2 separate regions of the Mus musculus genome follow, and region 1 is linked to region 2. A link is a contact called in public Hi-C data. All regions are on one chromosome and are shown on one strand. The core of a region is the stretch at or near the end of the contact, and the rest is flanking DNA. Distances in the headings are between cores, read along the strand shown.

Region 1 (2,700 bases), core at 199-2,698, 530 kb after region 2:
GGGTCCTAGCCTATCGTTTCCAAATCATAACAGGGAGCCTGGACTTCTTTTCTTAGCCTAATTGTTCCTATAAGGTAAGGGGTCTTTTTGCATTAAAAAAAATATTTATTTTTACTTTATGTGCATTGGTGGTTTTGACTGCATGTATGTCTGTGTGAGGGTGTCAGATCCCCTGGGACAGGAGTTACAGACAGTTGTGAGCTGCCATGTGGGTATTGGGAATTGAACCCAGGTCCTCTGGAAGAGCAGCCAGAGCTCCTAGCTGCTGAGCCATCTCTCCAGCTCCCTTTTGCATTTTTATGAGTAAAGGTATTGAGGATTATAAGTGGATTGTTTGAAGCACACAGCTAAGAAGTGGTAAAAACAAATGTGAGTTTGTCTGCTGTGCTTCGGGATCCACATCCATCCCACCAGCCACACTGCTTCCTAAGTGCGTCTGTGTGCATGGCCATCTCGCCGGGCAGGCCAGGCCCTGCCTTGGCATCAGCTTCTGGTAGAATTGTATACCTTAATGTCACCTATTCCTTCAAGATGAGGGAAGCCTGCTGTGACAGTGTGAGGAGGTGACCAATAGCATCTCTTTGTAGCCCTGCCTGTCCTGGGGCTCGCTGTGTAGACGGGGTTGGGCTGCTGAGTGCCGAGAGTAAAGGCGTACGCTACAATGCCAGCTCTTAATGGCTTTCATTTAGTTAAGAGTGTGCCTCTCTATGTGTGGGCTTCATTTATTTTTAGATTTGTTTATTATATTTTGTGTGCCTTAGTGTTTTGTTTACATACACACACCAGTGGTGCCTGGTGCCTTCAGAGGCCAGAAGAGGGTTTGGGATGCCTTGGAACCAAGATAGATGGTTGAGAGCCACCGTGTGGGTGCTAAGAACCTAACCTGGATGCTCTGTAAGAGCAACAAATGCTCCTAACTGCTGGGGCCTCTCCATCACCCCTGTGTGGTTTATAGAGAGATGTGCACATACTCCTTCTGATTGGCCGGTCAGCTCTATCATACGGGCGACTCCTAGAAGTGGCGAAGTCTTCATGTACTTATGCCAGTATTCTCCCAGACTCTACCTAATGAAACATGGCTCCCTAGGTTTCAGATGGGGTAACTGACTCCTAGAAGTAGGGAGAGACCTTGTCCAAATAGCCTAACCAGTCAGTGCCAGACCTTTTATCCCTAGTTTCAAAGCTTTCAAAACAGAGTGACCCTGAATAGCAGTAACTAAATGGCTTTTCCTAGGTAGAGATACTTGGTATCTATGCCTCTGGCCAGTTTGTTTGTGATAATACACAGTATCGTAGCCCTGACCATATGTGGGTATTCAAGTCCTTGTAACTGATTCAGAAACTCAGTTTTAAACTTTACTTATGTTTAGTAAGCTTACACTCCAGTGGCCATGTGTGGCTGGAAGCTCCTGTGTTGGAGAGCGTTGTTAAGGGACTTGCAAACAGGATGACAGGGCTTAGCAGCTGTGGTTGTTTGCTTGCTCGTTGTCTGTCTTTAGTGACGGCTTGGAGGCAGAGTTTGTCTCACAGGAAGTACATTTTGGTGGTAGGAAATGTCTTCTTTCTTTTTTCTAACCACCAAGTTTGGGTTTTGAGCAACTCTTTGAAGAATTTTCTTAGCTGGGGCTCCTTCATCCAGCTCCACCACAGAGTCTCATAGTGTAGCCCTATTTGGCCTGAGATTTGTTGTGCATACCAAACTGGCTTTAAACTTAGGAGCTTCCTGGGCACGGGGATTACAGGTGCGCATCCCCAGTCCCAACTCAAGATGGCCACTTCAGGGAAAGTCGAACATTTGGTCTTGTATTGCAGTCAATGTTTGTTGGCAGGGGGTTTCTGTGGTTTCACCCTTTTTTTCTGTAAGAACTGAGAAAGCACGGTGTTGAAGCGGAGCCGGTGGCCGTGGTCTCAAATGGCTCCTATAAGGAGTGGTGAGGCTGGCTGGGGAGGAAGGTTCCCGTCAGCGTGCCTCGCTCTCAGGAGGCTCCTTCCTTCCCGCGCCAGCTCGTGCTGTTAGAGCTGTGTCCCATCAGGCTGAACAGTAAGGACTCTCAGTTACTTGTGCTAGCACACAGTGAATCTGTAAGCCAGCAGACAGACAGGCAGCCTGGGTTTTATACTGCACACACTGTTACTTACAGATGACTGCCCATCTTACTTCAGTTAGACTGATCCTAACATTTAATGAAAAATACGTACGCTGGCTATGGTGATACCCCCTCTAATCCTAGTAATTGAGAAACATACAAGTTTGAGGCCAGTTTGAGCTATACAGCAAATCCATTTTGGGCCATGCAATGAAACTTGAGAAAAGAAAGACTTTTTAAAAAAACAAAAACAAAAAAAACCACGGTCTCTCTATTGTGTATCTCTTGTTTCTCTGGCTGTCCTGGAACTTGATACTTAGATCAGACTGCCTCAAATTTACAGAGAACCATCTGCCTCTGCCTACTAGTACTGGGACTAAAGGTGTGTGCTGTCATGCCTAGCCCTAACAAAAAATAACTTTAATGATTGTTAGAATGCATAGAATATAGTCCAATCAAAAGGCAATTAAAGTTTTAAACATTTCAAGGTTCCACTGTGGAACCCAGGATTGGGCTTGGGTCATGAGGCTTGCATGGCAAGTGCTTCTACCCCAGGGCCATCTTGCCAGCCACAGAAGGGCAGTAATTGGGGGGTAGTCCACTTGGATTTGGG
Region 2 (2,700 bases), core at 139-2,638:
TAACTCCTTCCATGGGTGTTTTGTTCCCAAATCTAAGGAGGGGCATAGTGTCCACACTTCAGTCTTCATTCCTTTTGTTCGGTTTTGAGAGAGGGTCTCACTATGTAGACCAGGCCTTGAACTCATAGAGATCTGTCTGCTTTTGTCTCCCCACTGCTGGGATTAAAGGAGTGTGGTGCCACATCTGGCAGCTCTGTGAATCTTATGTGCTTGCTACTACATAATCCCAGCATTTGAGAAATGGAAGCAGGAGGGTTAGGAGTTCTAGGCCAGCTCCAGCTACATGAGAATGAAGCCAGCCCAGGTTACATGAGACCCAGAAGGACCTAGTTGTATATTTGCCTTTTGAGTCGCTGTGAACATTCATTCATTAATTTCATTCACTTCCTCAAGTTCCCCTAGCAACAAGTGACTAGGCTCGGACAGTAAAATGGAAAAAAACAAAAAAGCAAAACCCACAGTCTTGCTCTCTTTGGACTAGCAGTCTAAAAAAAGAATTACAGCTATTAAAGAATAAATTAGGAATTCAGATTTGTCTCCGTTTTCTTTCTTCTTTTCTTAGGAAAGGGTGACCTTGATTTCCTAATTAGTACATTCACATCTGGCTCTGAAGGTTGTATAGAAATAAAAGTGGCCGGGCGTGGTGGCGCACGCCTTTAATCCCAGCACTCGGGAGGCAGAGGCAGGAGGATTTCTGAGTTCGAGGCCAGCCTGGTCTACAAAGTGAGTGCCAGGACAGCCAGGGCTACACAGAGAAACCCTGTCAAAAAACCAAAATACAAACAAACAAAAATAAATAAATAAAAGTGTAGCCGCGCTGAGAATGAGCCCCGTGTGGTTGGTGCGAGCCAGGTCGCACTGCCTGCGTCACTATGTGAGCTGACGGATGACGCCCCGCTGCACGCCGCTCAGCTCGCCCCGGAGGGGTCGCTTCTTGGCGGGCTAACAGTGACTTGCGGGGGAAGTCTACGCGCGTGTGCACGCGGCACTCTCTGCCCGTGGTCCGGGGACTTTCCCCTAGGCGAAAGGATAAGGAACATGTCCCTCGTATGTAGCCTAGGAAACAGGCCTTCAGAGCGAGCTGCCTTAGCTTCTAGGCGCGACTAATTTATGACTCTACAACAGGCTTAATTTTTTGGTTATGGTGAGAAAATTGGTCTCTCTAGGTAGAAAAACAATGAGCCATTGTTTTAGGCATGATACTTTATCCTGAAAGATTCTGGAGACATAATTGTTTAAGAAAGCTATAAATAGATAGGTCATTAATTAATGTAGGAACGCTAGGTGGGCGTGGTTTATGCAAATATTGCTTAAACCCATCCTGAGATGGGCGTGGCCGCCTTAAGGGACTCAGCCCCCCCGATGTAGGCGTGGTCTCCTGCGCGTGCGCACTACGGCCGGAGGCCCAGCGCTGGAACGCGGGGTACCCGGCGTGCGATTCTGGTGGGCCAGGCATGGAGGGCGCTGGCCCCGTGTTGAGTATTCTGGGGCTGCTGCTTGTGTCTGCGCCTTTTGGAGTCCTTGGGGAGCGCCCCAGCGCCGATCTGGGGGCACACCCAGGTACCTGCGAGAGCTGCTGGAGGGAGGCTGGGACTGCCTAGTAGAAACTGACCGATGGCTTTAATCCACAGAACGGGGCTCCCAGGTCAGTCCGGGAACCACCGAACCTCGGCGGCAGCCGCCACCCAAGGATCAGCGCGAGCGAGCCCGGGCCGGATCGCTGTCTTTGGGCGCTCTGTACACCGCGGCCGTCGTGGCTTTTGTGCTGTTCAAGTGTTTGCAGGTGCGGTATGGCGGTGGGTTGTGGGAGCCCTGGGCCTTAATCTCCTGGGGCCGCTACAGTACCAAGAACAACCGCTTCCCGGCTACCTGTAAAATGAAGGCTCGTTCCTTGGTTTTTCCACATTATTGGGGCATTCGAGGATCCAGAGAGATAATGGATGTAGGGGGCTGAGAAATTGTAGAAACCGTTACTTTTACTCCTCTCTCCAGTGACGATCGATTTTCAATCTGGAGCTCATCCACTTAGTGTCTGATGTAAGTGGGGTTTTAACCCAACTAGTGTCAGTATGCAAAAAAAGAAGTTGCTGCTGAGGCTCCAACCTTGGCCCAAGGAGTTAATCGCGGCAGCAACAGAGTGTCTAGTGGACCAGACACCAAGCCGTTTCGTGCTCTCCTTAGGAAGGAAACCCTGAAATGTGAACTGACTGTACATTCTGATTACTTTGAAACTGTTGACATGGAAAGTGGAACCTACCACCCAGTGCTTTATCTTCAACTCTGGTCAATTACTTGCACAGGGGAATAGAGGCTGAACTAATTAGTAACATAAAACTAGATGAGATTAAAGAGCCAGGCAGACTTGACAGGCTAGGATGAAGATTGGAGTTTAAAGATAGATTAATAAATTCTACCCAGGCGTAGTGTTAGACGCCTTTAATCCCAGCATTCAGGGGAGACAGAGGCAGGAACAGCTCTTGTGAGTTCGAGACCAGTATTTCTGTCTTATGCATGGAGAAGAATACATAAGCAGTTGAGAAGAGGAGCGGGACCCGTGGAAGAGAGGTAGGCATGGCGGCTGACAGTTTCACGGTGTTATGATAACCCACTTTCCAATTAAAGGTTCTGAAGGAGGCTTGTGCTTTATCTACCTATCAGAGCACTGGGAGAATTGTATCCTAAAAATAAACCATAGGGCAC

The links. Hi-C and Micro-C count contacts between places; a contact is called where the count stands out from the background.
Region 1: a Hi-C map of CD4 T cells shows a contact between it and region 2, with 3 times the contacts expected there. The contact joins the enhancer-like site here to the promoter of Ccdc107 in region 2. A contact is called at or near these places in 1 of 39 promoter capture datasets (pre-B cells), 1 of 484 Hi-C or Micro-C datasets (CD4 T cells), 1 of 115 datasets of contacts at active chromatin or transcription factors (microglia) and 2 of 9 other capture datasets (adipose tissue and liver).

The regions. Positions count from the first base shown.
Region 1 is chr4:44,020,978-44,023,677 of GRCm38.p6, forward strand. All of the region lies in intron 4 of Clta (clathrin, light polypeptide (Lca)), which reads left to right. Among named protein-coding and RNA genes, the nearest start is that of Clta, 18 kb to the left of the region's middle. Within about 2 kb of position 1,449, at least 54 of the 459 cell types and tissues checked have an H3K27ac peak or open chromatin away from gene starts, as enhancers often do.
Region 2 is chr4:43,491,977-43,494,676 of GRCm38.p6, forward strand. Ccdc107 (coiled-coil domain containing 107) reads left to right here and starts at 1,389. Exons shown (of 6, transcript NM_001037913.2): 1 at 1,389-1,560; 2 at 1,632-1,783. The coding sequence starts at 1,455. It also overlaps Rmrp.